2 separate regions of the Sus scrofa genome follow, and region 2 is linked to region 1. A link is a contact called in public HiChIP or PLAC-seq data. All regions are on one chromosome and are shown on one strand. The core of a region is the stretch at or near the end of the contact, and the rest is flanking DNA. Distances in the headings are between cores, read along the strand shown.

What was found. HiChIP or PLAC-seq counts read pairs in DNA pulled down with a chosen protein or histone mark.
Region 2: an H3K27ac HiChIP or PLAC-seq map of alveolar macrophages shows a contact between it and region 1. The contact joins the promoter of KHDRBS1 here to the promoter of COL16A1 in region 1. A contact is called at or near these places in 1 of 5 promoter capture datasets (fetal liver), 1 of 47 Hi-C or Micro-C datasets (skeletal muscle) and 1 of 2 datasets of contacts at active chromatin or transcription factors (alveolar macrophages).

The regions. Positions count from the first base shown.
Region 1 is chr6:88,241,016-88,247,101 of Sscrofa11.1, forward strand. COL16A1 (collagen alpha-1(XVI) chain) reads right to left here and starts at 2,702. Exons shown (of 73, transcript XM_021095778.1): 1 at 2,574-2,702.
Region 2 is chr6:88,525,967-88,532,410 of Sscrofa11.1, forward strand. KHDRBS1 (KH domain containing, RNA binding, signal transduction associated 1) reads left to right here and starts at 4,441. Exons shown (of 9, transcript NM_001243596.1): 1 at 4,441-4,924. The coding sequence starts at 4,543.

The DNA.
Region 1 (6,086 bases), core at 1,452-3,951:
TCAACCTACACTGCAGCTTTTGGCAACGCCAGATCCTTAACCCACTGAGCAAGGCCAGGGATTGAACATGCATTCTTATGTATACCAGTCAGTTCTTAACCTGCCAAGCCACAAAGGGAACTCCTCACCAGGGACTCTTGCCCAGCACCTCACACCCATGTTCATCTCTGACAGTCCTCCACCTCCTTCCTATTTACAATATAGCTGATTTCCTGTAGCTTTGAAAGGTCAATGATATTTCCAACAGATATCAGACATGTTTTTCCCCATGAAGTGGCATAAATAACAAATAATATGTAAAGAAATAAAAGCAACTGGATCATTCAGAAAAGACTTGACACTGGTGTTTGGAAGAATGAGAAGAGGTGGTTGGAAGGTGGGAAGAAAGAGCCTGGGACTGGGGGACCTGGTTTCAGGCTCGGGGTCAGGGTCAGCATCAGCTTTAATGCACTGCTTGGCTTTAGGAGGACCCCTGCCCTTTGCTGACACTAAAAAAGCTGATCGTAAGGACTCTTGAGCCCCTTCCATTCCCCAGGGCAGAGGCTCTTAAACCCGTAATGACCCAAACATGCCCCCTCCTCAGAAAGGGGAACAGGTGAGACAGACCCATGCCAAGCCAGGATGCCCCCCATTTCCCCCACTTTGGCCCAGGTGTTCTACATTCACCCAAGCGCCCCTGTGACCAGGCCCCAACCAGCTTAGCTGAGCCCTTCCAGGCAGAGAGCTAAGCACACCACACCCATTAATCCTCCTCGGTACATCCAGAAAAGGAGAAAAATAGGTGCCAGAGATGATAACTAACTTGCTGAGCAGGACTGAACCCATATTTAACACCCAACATGTCACTGCTGTTTTTTATTTTTATTTTTTAAATGTTTTCTTTTTACTGCCGCACCTGCAGCATGTGGAAGTTCCCAGGCTAGGGGTCGAATAGGAGCTGCAGCTGCAGGCCTATGCCACAGCCATAGCAACACCAAATCTGAGTCGCATCTGGGACCCATGCTGCAGCTTGCGGTAACACCCAATCCTTAACCCACTGAGCAAGGCCAGGGACTGAACTCACATCCTCACAGATGCTATGTCATGTTCTTAACCCACTGAACCACAATGAGAACTCCATTGCTTCTTTTTAAAAAAAATTTTAATGGAGTTCCTGTCTTGGTGCAGCAGAAACGAATCCGACTAGGAACCATGAGGTTGTGGGTTCAATCCCTGGCCTCGCTCAGTGGGTTAAGGATCTGGCATTGCCGTGAGCTGTGGTGTAGTTCACAGATATGGCTCGGATCTGGCATTGCTGTGGCTCTGGCGTAGGCTGGCAGCAACAGCTCTGATTAGACCCCTAGCCTGGGAACCTCCATATGCCATGGATGCAGCCCTAAAAAGACAAAAAGACCCCCCAAAAATGAAATGAAATAAAAATAAAAAAGAATTTTAGGAATTCCTGCTGTGGTGCAGTAGGTTAAGAGTCCAACTGCAGTGGCTGGGTCCTGGTTTGATCCCTGGCCTGACACAGTGGTTGCCCCAGCTGTGGTGTAGGTCGATCCCTAGTCTGAGAACTTCCACATGCCATGGGTAGCAGCCAAAGAAAAGAGAAAAATCAAAAAAGAATTTTATTCATCAGGACAATCCTATCATTACTCCCATTTTACAGGTGAACAGTTGTCTTCCTCAACTTGAGCACTTCACAGTAAGGAAACAGACCCTAAGAAGTGGCTTGCTAAGAATCAGAGCTGTGATTTGAATCCAGGGTTGTTACAGCGCAATCTGCTGTGTCATAATAGGCCTCTTCCTCTCTCTGGAACTGTTTTCTGTTGGGGGTGCTAACTCCGAAACCTCTAAGATCTAAATTAGGGAGTTTTCCTGCTCTGAGCCCAGGTCCCCACCCAGAAGCCTAGAACATCTCCATGGGCCTGGGTGGGAGAAGAAGGGCAGGTGTAGCAGTGACCGTCCCGCCCGCGGGCGGGGGATTGGGGGGGGGCTGCCGCCAGACGCACAAAAACAACGAAATAAATCAGGACCAGAACCTCCTAATCCTTCCCGGCTGTGACGGCTACCGCTCACCCGGCCTGGGCCGCCATCGCCTGGACTGCTCCCCGGGCCTGGGAGGGGGGACAAGGCACCGCCAAGAGCGCAGAGTCCCGCCAACAGGATCGGAGCGATGCCCGGCCGGGCGTCAAGGCGTCCTCGGCTCCCGAGATGGGGGGTAGCGGGGGAGGCCCTCCCGCCAGGGTGACTCAGGCCTCCCAGACCCCCTCCGGGATAGGCAGGTTCCCGCGCCTCGGTCTATTTTTAGAGACTGCTCCAGGCCTGAGCGCAGAGGGGAAGAAACGCCGGCCTCGTGGCGGTGCAGGCGTCTGACCCGCTCCTCCTGTTCGGGGCTTGAGCCCCAGAACCTCCAGCTGTCTATCCAGAAAAGAACGGACACCCTTGGGATCGCGGGGGGCGGGGGGGTGGGGTGGAGGTGCAGGCCCAATAAATGCATTCCCTCCCCATCCCCCACGCCCGCCTTCCTCCTCCCGCTCCTCAAAGCCTGGCAGTTCCAGGGAGCTGGGCGCGGCCTCCCGAGAAAAGACCTTTGTTAAGTGGGGCCTGGAGCCTTCCGACGGTCGGTCTGTCTGGCTATTGGACTGAGGGCCAGAGCGGGCGGGGCTCCCGGGCGACCGCAGCGGCTGGGGCGGAGGGTGGAGCGGCTGGAGGGCTGTGCGGAGGGTGAGGGGAGGATGCGACCGGGTTCGGGAAATCCCCACCCCACCCCCATCGGCCACGCCCCTAGCTCGCCTTGGGCCACACCCACCACCCGGGGGCCTTTCCCTGACTCCACCCTAGGCCCCGCCTCCTATCTGGCTCCGCCCAGAGCCAACCTTGTATCCTGGCCCCAGGGTCCAGAGAGGCCTGGATCCCTGGCCTCTAACAGCCTGGGACTGGTGCTGGCCCCCTCTTCTGGCGGCCGGGACAGAAGCGAGGGGAACGGGAGCCTCCTCCTCCAGCGCGGGGTCGGGGAAGAGAGCGTCAGGGAGTAACAATGGCGCCATTGACGGGGAGGCCTCTAAAGCTGAGGACGTATCTGTCTGTGGAAGCCAGGCTGTCTTGGAGGCTGAAGCGGTGGAGGCAGCCCCGAGTATGCAAGCACCCCTGTATACGCGGGCACAAAGCCGGGCACGGGGGCACTTGGGGCAGAGGTCTTTGGCCTGTTGCCCCTACTGCTGGGTGCCCTAGAGACTGAGGGCACATTCCTGGGGAGTGGGGGCAACTGCTGGCCCCCAATACATGCGCCCTTCTGGCGACTTCAGCGATGCGGGGTTTGGAGAGGCGCAAGTGGAGGCCCATCCCACCGGGGGTTGAGGGGCAGAGGATGGGAGGCGGACTGGTCTCCCAGCACCAGTCCTCCATCTAGTGGGAAGTTTGGGAATCGCGGGATGCAGAGATGGGGTGGGGGGTGGCGTCCATTGTACCCCTAATTCTTCCTTCCTCTCCCTGGATGTTCTTCCTTCCTGGCACCCTCACACAACCATCCTGCTCTGCTCCATTTCAGGGATTCGCCCCCTCCCATAGTCATTTGAAGATCTTCCCCCCAAGTCCCGTCTCTTCTTCCTCATTATCTATGGATATTAGCTTCTGCCCATCACCACCACTGCCAAGGGTCCAGGAAGCCTCTCTCCTTTGCCTGGATTTCTGCAACTCCTGCCAACTGCTTTCCCTGCCTTCAATTTTACCCTCTCTCTATCCACTTTTCTACTACTAGCAAACCAAGTGTTTCTAAACCAGAGATCTGCTTGTGTCACTTCCTGACTCAAAGCTTTCAGTGGCGGGAGTTCCCAATCATGGCTCAGCGGTCATGAACCCAACTAGTGTCCATGAGGATGCAAGTCCTATCCCTGGCCTCGCTCAATGGGTTAAGGATCCGGCGTTCCTGTGGCTGTGACGTAGGCCGGCAGCTACAGCTCTGGTAACACCCCTAGCCTGGGAACTTTCATATGTCTCGGGCGTGGCCCTAAAAAAGACAAAAAAAAAAAAAAAAAAAAAAAAAAAAAAAAAGCTTCCAGTGGCTTCCCCTGGTCAAAATGAACTCTAAACCTTGGCTTGGGACTCAGGAGGCTCTTTATCACCCAGCCCCACCTCCTCAGTCCTAGCTATTCTCACAGGGCAATGTTCAGTCCCTCAAACACCCGTTGGCTCTAGCCTTCATACCGGCCATTCCCTTTTCCTTGCTGTCTTCAGGACTCCATCTGGCTGCTCTCCTTCTTGGGCAGGAGTCAGGAACCCCTTCTCTGAGCTCCCGCAGGACCCAGTGCCCAGGTCTCTCATCACTTACCCACTTTTGTGGCAGAATTATCTATTGATATGTTAATTATTTTGTACCCCTCCCAGTTCCAAGCTGGTATCCTAGCCATTTGATTTTTCTAGCCTCAGGGAACTTGTGCAGGGCTGAACACAAAAGCTGCTTGATGTCTGATGGCTCATCCTGACTTTTGAAAAAGCTAGCCTTCTGGAATTGACTGTGTTCCCCAAGGGATGGAGAGAAGTGGGCAGCAGATGTGGGTAGAGGAAGGAGAGGGCGCAGCCAGCTGCAGAGGGGCCAGACGTGGGGGTGGTGTGAATGGTGTGGATCTGCATTCGGCAGCCCCTCTCCTGACAGGTAATAGGAGCTGGGGTGGCGGGCAGGGTGGGTAGAGCATCTGGGGAGGCTGAAGCCCAAGCCCTGGGGTACTAGCCTCAGTGCCTCCAGATGGCAGAGGAATGGCTGAGTTGCTGAACCTCGAGGGACCACATGGCTAGTACAGTGGACATATATCTCTGTGAAACCAGTGTACCCAGAATCAGGACTTCATGCTTAGACCCAGGTGGGACTATAGGACCTTGCACAAGCCTATGGAGAAAGTGGCTGGGGGCCCCAGGGATGTTTGCGATTGAATTTTATGCCAACTTGTAGGAAAGGGCTGAGGGCAAAAGTCAGATTGGAGCTGATTCAATAAGAATTCAGAAATAGGGTGTTTCTTTTCTTTCTCTCTCTCTCTCTTTTTTTTTTTTTTTTTTTTTTTTTTTTTGGCTTTTTAGGACTGCACCTGCAGCATATGGAAGTTCTCAGGCTAGGGGTCAAATTGGACCTGTAGCCACTGGCCTACACCACAGCCACAGCAAGGCCAGATCCAAGCCAAGTCTGCAGCTCACGGAAACACCAGATCCTTAACCCACTCGGCAAGGCCAGGGATCAAACCCGCATCCTCATGGATACCAGTCGGGTTCATTACTGCTGAGCCACAACGGTAACTCCCCAGAAATAGGGTATTTCTTGAGTTCATGTGCCAAGAGTTCCACCTGCCCCATCTGCCTGTTGTGTCCTGGCAGGGCTGAGACTGGCTGTGCCTCATTTGGAGTGGAATCCTCAGGACCCAGAGTGGGGCGCAGCACATAGAAAGTGCTCAAAATATATTCGTTGAATTCATCTTGCCTTGGTAGCTACAGAAATCTTTCTAAAACCCAAGTCTGCTCCAGTGATTCGCCAGCAGCCCTCAAAATAGAATCCTAACCTCTATCATGGCCCACAGGGCCCACTGCCATCAGAACCTGCCTCCCTTGCCACTCATCTCTGCAGCCCATCCTTCTGAAACTCTCCTCTCCACCCAGACCACATGATTTGCAATTCTCCAAACCTACCTCCCTGCCTTTGCTTACAGGGCACCCTCTGCCTGGAGTGCCCTTTCCCCTTCTCTGCCTGCTGAGCTATCAAGTAGTTTTCAAAGCTCAGCGCAAGGGTTGCCTTCTTTTTTTTTCAGGGCTGCACATGCCGCATGTGGAAGTTCCTGGGCTAGGAGTCAAATTGGAGCTACAGCTGCCAGCCTATGCCACAGCCACAGCAACTTGGGATCCAAGCCACATCTTCAACCTATACCACAGCTCAGAGCAATGCCAGATCCTTAATCCACTGAGTGAGGCCAGGGATCAAACCTGTGTCCTCATGGATACTAGTCGGGTTCATTTCCACTGAGCCACGACGGGAACTCCCGAAGGGTTGTCTTTTTTTTTTTTTTTTTTAATTTTTATTGATATGTTGTGATAATTTAATTTATAATGTGATAATTTATGCT
Region 2 (6,444 bases), core at 3,191-5,690, 290 kb after region 1:
ATCGAACCAGCGTCCTCATGGATACTAGTCAGGTTTGTGACCGCTGAGCCACAACAGGAACTCCTCAAAGCACATTTTTTTGGTATTTTATTTATTTATTTATTATTATTACTACTATTTTTTGCCTTGTTAGGGCCGCACCTGCAGCATATGGAGGTTCCCAGGCTAGGGGTCAAATCAGAGCTGTAGATGCCAGCCTACACCACAGCCACAGCAACTCAGGATCCGAGCTTCTTCTGTGATATACACCACAGTTCACAGTAATGATGGATCCTTAACCTACTGAGCGAGGCCAGGGATAGAACCTGGGTCCTCATGGATGCTAGTCAGATTCGTTTCTGCTGAGCCACAATGGAAACTCCAAAGCATATATTTTTATAATTTAAAAATCTTAGAAAAAATTTAAATATTGAATCTGTCTTCCTTTTTCCTTCCCCACCGTCCACATATTTAGCACCAAATAGCTGTTTAAGAATGAACAGTTGGGGGAGTTCCCCTTGTGATTCAGTGGACACGAATCTGACTAGTATCCATGAAGATGCAGGTCAATCCCAGTCCTCACTCAGCAGGTGAGGGATCCTGCATTGCCATGAGCTGTGGTGTGGGTTGCAGACAAGGCTCGGATCCTGTGTTGTTATGGCTGTGGCTGTGACTGGCAGCTGTAGCTCTGATTCGACCCCTAGCCTGGGAACATCCATATGCCGCAAGTTCGGCCTTAAAGAGAAAAAAAAAAAAATGTACAGATGAACTACATTCTTGGAAGAGAAACCTGTCCAGGGCTGGAGCCCTCTTCTGGGAACTGGCTGCGAGGCAGGGGAGGCAGATGGGGTCTGCAGATCCTCCATTGGTGGAGATCACATGGGTCAAGCAGCTACAGGCAAAAAAAAAAAAAAAAAAAAAAAAATCCTTCTTGCCTCTCTGTTAGGGACTCAAATGAGAGTATGCTACAAGGTAATCAATAAAATGTATAGTAATAATAATAGCCACTATCATTTATCAAGCACCTACTAATTGGCAGCTCCTGTGCTGAGTGCTTTACAAACACTATCTCTCTTAATCCTAACAGCCTAGGTCAGTATTGTTAGGACCCCTGCTTTATCAGGGAGGAGAAAGCAGAGGCTGAGGAATGTCAAGTAATGTGCTCAATCATCCTGCAGGTAAGAGGAAGAGCCAGCATTTGTGTCTAACTCAATCTGAATCACTATGCTCTCTCAATTGCTCCTGCATCCTATACATACCATACTAACAGGATTAAGGGAGGAAATAGGGCAGAATAAACTTCTCCACCGCCCCCCCCCAACAAAGTCTAGACATAGTCAGTGAAAACAAGATAGATTAAAGAACAGGCCTTTCAGATGCACAGCTAACATGAAGCACCCAAAAATCTTCATTAGGCACTAAATGGAATAATAATCATTATTATTCGGTTTATAAATCCTACTGTCAGGAGGTTTACACTGGTGTTTGTTCATGTTCACAATTCTGCAAGATAGATACTATACCTCCACTTTATAGAGGAGGCAACAGAGGCCCAGACAGGTTATGGTTTCCCTAATGACTCACGGTGAGGACTTGATGGCTTTGAATTTGTCTGCCTCACTCCAAAGTCAGTCTTTTCACAAGGCCATGCTGTTAATACCTTTAGATGAGCCTAGGGCAGAATACTGTGATTAACACAAAATCAAACCCAGGAGTTTGTGTCATGGCGCAGCAGAAATGAATCTGACTAGGAACCATGAGGTTGCGGGTTCAACCCCTGGCCTCGCTCAGTGAGTTAAGAATCTGGCGTTGCTGTGAGCTATGGTGTAGGTCTCAGAGGAGGCTCAGATCTGACATTGCTGTGAGCCGTGGGGTAGGCTGGCAGCTGTAGCTCTGATTAGACCCCTAGCTGGGAACCTCCATATGCTGCAGGTGCAACCCCGCAAAGACAAAAAAAAAAAAAAAAAAAAAATCAAATCCAGACCTCTAGGCTTTCAGGACAGGAATTACTCTGCCCAGACTCCAGGGAAGCCCCCCTGAAGTAGGTGTTGCTTCACCTACTTGGTAAATACACTGCAGCCTCACAACCCATTGCCTCAGAGATTACCTTTTGTGTGTCTCACTAGGAAGAAGAGCTCAAACTTCCCCCTCGACCCCACCTTCAGACAAAGCAAGTAAAGACTTGGCAGCCTCCCAGAAAGAATGTTGATTCTAGTCTAGAAACCCATAGATACCACTACCCAGTGCCCTCTCAGACACTTCTTTATCAAAGTTTTATTAGCCTCAGCTCAAGGTACCTCCATTTGGGTATCTCATTACAGAGCAAGGGCACTTCAGCCGTTTGCAACACCACCACCCAACCAGGAGTTTCAAGGACAGCAGCAGAAATGAGTTGCAAGGGAGCTATAAATCCTTGTCACCCCCTTTCCCCTCCTCCATGCATTTGCTCTCTCATTCCACCTATCTCTTCACAGTCTGCAACTGGATTTCTCCCATTCCTTAAATGCATCTGTGACATTTTCATCTCTGTTCATTTATTCACATTTCCTTTTGCCTAGAACTCATTCTCCCCTGGCCAAAATCTATATTCCACTTTGAAGTCCAATCCCACCTAATATTCATTTATCTTTGGGCATTTGTCACATTACTCTCTTCACTACAATTATTCAAAAACATTGTTTTCTTGTACATGACTGTAAACTACTTATGTGTCCTCAAAGTAAAGTACTACCCTAGACACTGGAGATAAATACACATATGGGATAATTTATGGATAGGACTGTGTTTTGTTCTCATTTCTGCCGGTGATTTCTCTCCCCATCCCCAAGAAGGTAGTCAGGGCTTAATGTTCCCTAGCTGAAGGTTTCTAAGTTTCAGGTCTAAAAATTAGCAGTTTCCAGGCACCCAGAGGACGATTTCCAGAAATGCTTTTGAAAAGCGTGGGTTTATTAGGGAACTGATCCAGGAGGAAAAGGGATGGGAGTGCTTTGAATGGGGGAAGCAAAAAATCTGCGGAGGGAAGAAAAGAGTTAGAGATGGTACCAGGTGTTTTAGAGTTTATGGGCGAATAGAGACCTAGCCTTCATCTGCATATAGCACCCCAGGATGAGGAGACTGCTGCAATATCTTGGCCTTGAGAGCAGTGGTCTTTTTGAGCAAGCGTGGAATGATTCATCGGGAAGGGCAGGGGGATTAGCGCTCACATCAGTAGAAGGAATCACCCTAAAGATGCAACCATCACAGATTAAGGTGCTGGCCTCTATCCCACTTTTTTTGCGGACAAAACACATCTATGGAAAGCAGTACTATATGTAAAGAGCTAAAATGCTTCCTCTTTTAAGATGACTTCTCTGACCAACAGCTAACGTTCAAGAACCTACTTTAGGAGTTCTCCCCCTGGCTCAGTGGTTAACGAATTGACTAGCATCCACTAGGACACAGGTTGGATCCCTGGTCTTGCTCAGTGGGTTAACAATCTGGTGTTGCCTTGAGCTGTGGTGTAGGTCACAGACTCGGCTCGGATTCTGTGTGCTATGCCTGTGGCAAAGGCCAGCAGCTACAGCTCCGATTCGACCCATAGCCTGGGAACCTCCATATGCCGCAGGTGTGCCCTAAAAATCAAAAACAAAAACAAAACAAACAAAAAAAACCCCACTACGTTGAAAACCATGGGGTACTACTTGGCTTCCCTGCTCTGGTCTGGGGCCCCGTTTCCTGGCTAGATATCAGGTCCAATCCGAGCCCTCCCTCTTAGTTCAAGTCTTCCAATAGCCTCCAGTCGTCCCACTGACCGGTCCTTCCTCACTGCCCCCTTCCAAACTTCCCTTTCCTATTTCCACCCCTCAATCCTGCGTCAGACTCTCCCTGGTCGTCCCTTCCTCATCTCCCTGGCTCCTTTCCCTCTCCCCGTTCAGGCAGTCTCTCTCCCTCCTTTCTTTCTGGGCAGACGACGCCAGTGCTCTCTCCTTCCCCTCCCACGGCCCCCACGCGGGTCTCTTTTATTCAGTGACCTCCCCCCTTCCCCACCCCACTCCACTCCACTGAACAGAGGCACCCCTAGCAGTTCGGCCGTTGGAGGGGGCGTGGCCCTGGAGTAACAGGTCTCCCGCCCCACAGGCCGCGGGCCCGCGCGCAGACAAAGACATTCCACAGCCCCCGCCCCCTCCGCGCACCCGGCCAGAAGGGGGAGGAGACACGTGTCCCGCTAGCGCCGAGTCACGTGGAAAAAGAAAACGAACGAAGCCCGCGGCCACCCGCGCACGCGCACGCGGCTCCGGCCTGGCGGGCTCACAGGGAACACGGGAGTTGGAAGGCGACTTCTTCGGACTCCGCGGCGGTGCGCAGGCGCCGTGGCCCGACCGGGACTTTGTTCTCCGCGGAGAGACCCAAGGGCGGTGCCGGTTCCTGGTGCGCCTGCGCGCCGCCTCATTTCCGGTGCTCTCTTTCGCTGGGTCGCTTGGGTCGGCTTCGGTCGCCGTAGCTCCCGCTCTCCTACCCCCGCCAACCGCCGCTGGGGCCTCTGCCGCGTCGCTTCCTCGATCATTTGATCGGACATCCTCTCCAATGCAGCGCCGAGACGATCCCGCCGCGCGCATGAGCCGGTCCTCGGGCCGCAGCGGCTCCATGGACCCCTCAGGTGCCCACCCCTCAGTGCGTCAGGCGCCGTCTCGGCAGCCTCCGCTGCCTCACCGATCCCGGGGAGGCGGAGGGGGATCCCGGGGGGGTGCCCGGGCCTCGCCCGCCACGCAGCCGCCACCGCTGCTGCCGCCCTCGGCCACCGGTCCCGACGCGACAGTGGGCGGTCCAGCGCCGACCCCGCTGCTGCCCCCCTCAGCCACTGCCTCCGTCAAGATGGAGCCGGAGAACAAGTACCTACCCGAACTCATGGCCGAGAAGGACTCGCTCGACCCGTCCTTCACTCACGCCATGCAGTTGCTGACAGCAGGTAAGCGGGCCTCCGTGGTCCCTTTGGGTCGCCCGGCTACGCGGGGGCAAGGGTGGCAGTGGCTTTGTTTCTCTCGTTTCCCGCCCCCTGGGGACCGGGGAAGTCATGGACTCCCCTTCTCTCGTTATCATCTTCGGGAGTCTGGATTCCACTTTCCCATCCCGACCCAGAGTGCGAGGGAGAATTTCTAGGCTGCAGTGGAGGCCCGAAGGGGACTTGGCGATCTCTTAGCGCTAAGATCTTGATGGATTTTGTGCCGCGCTCCCGCCCCCTTGCCGACCCTTCCCCTCCCACCTCTTGCAGCTGCCCCGCGCTCCGAGTGTTCGGATTCTTCCAGAAATGAACCACCTTCTCTCCCTTCCCCCAAAGGGAAAGCTTATTTGATCGCTGGTGGCGGTCGGCGCCTGACTGAGGGTGTAGGAGGTGAAGACAGCCTGAGCCGGGAGGAACCGTGGGAGGGAGGGCCGAGGTGAGATGGGGTGAGGCTAGGGTGCCCTATTCAGCGCGCCGCGGCCGCGGCCGCTGGGGCCGGATCGGACTTAGTGGTAACTGGAGCTTGAGTTGCTCGGAGGCAGGAGCAACCTGTGGGAATCGAAGCTTAAGATTTTAGGAATCAAATTTCCAACTTGGGCCGATAAGGTGGTCACTGCTGCAGTCGGAAGATTGGACCCCATTCTTTTACAACGTGTGTTTGTCACTCAAGAGGGGGAAAAAAATAATAACGCCAGTGACAGTGAAAGGGGATGATAGAGGGAGGTAAAGGATGGTTTGCATGGCATTCCCAATAAGATGAGGAAAAAATTGAGAGAAGTTGCATGATGCTTGTACCTGAAAGGTTTGGTCTCCCTCCGCCCTCTCCCCCGCTCCTTTTTGCTTCAGTAGTGAAATAGATTAGGAATAGTAGTCTTTGTTCTCTGTCTGTAGGCTAGTTCCTTTCCTGCTCAGCAGTGGCCGTCACTTAGTCGCTCTCATTTCTCCCTAAAGCCGTCTGTTTTGCCCTCTCTAGTTAAAACGTTTTTAATAAATATATTTTATATCTAAATTTTATTAAGCAAATAAAAATTCACAGCCTTCAACACTGAATCAGTTGGACTCTTTGGCAAGGTTCATATAATGGACAGATCCGTTATGAAAATATCATATCTCCCTTTGTTCTCTATTTCTCACCATTGGTAAGAAGTCTTTAAACACAGTAAGCAAAGCTCGAGGCGGTCAAGAATAAGGACATTTAGATAAACTGCTTGCATTTTCAACTCTGCTTTGCTGTTCTGTAATACAGTCAGATTGTTTAAACGTTATTGTTTATCATCTTCTCCTGGCAAACTCTTTGAGGGCAGGGAATACTTTTTAATCTGTATAGTTTTCATATTGTCTTGCGTATAGCAAACATTAGGTATTTGAATATGAAAGCAAGTACATGCAGATTCGGGAAAGACTAAATGGTGAAGGTTTGAATGGGTCTTATTTTTATTTCTTTAATTTTTGGTCAATCCAGATTAAATGTGTGAGAATAAAATAAC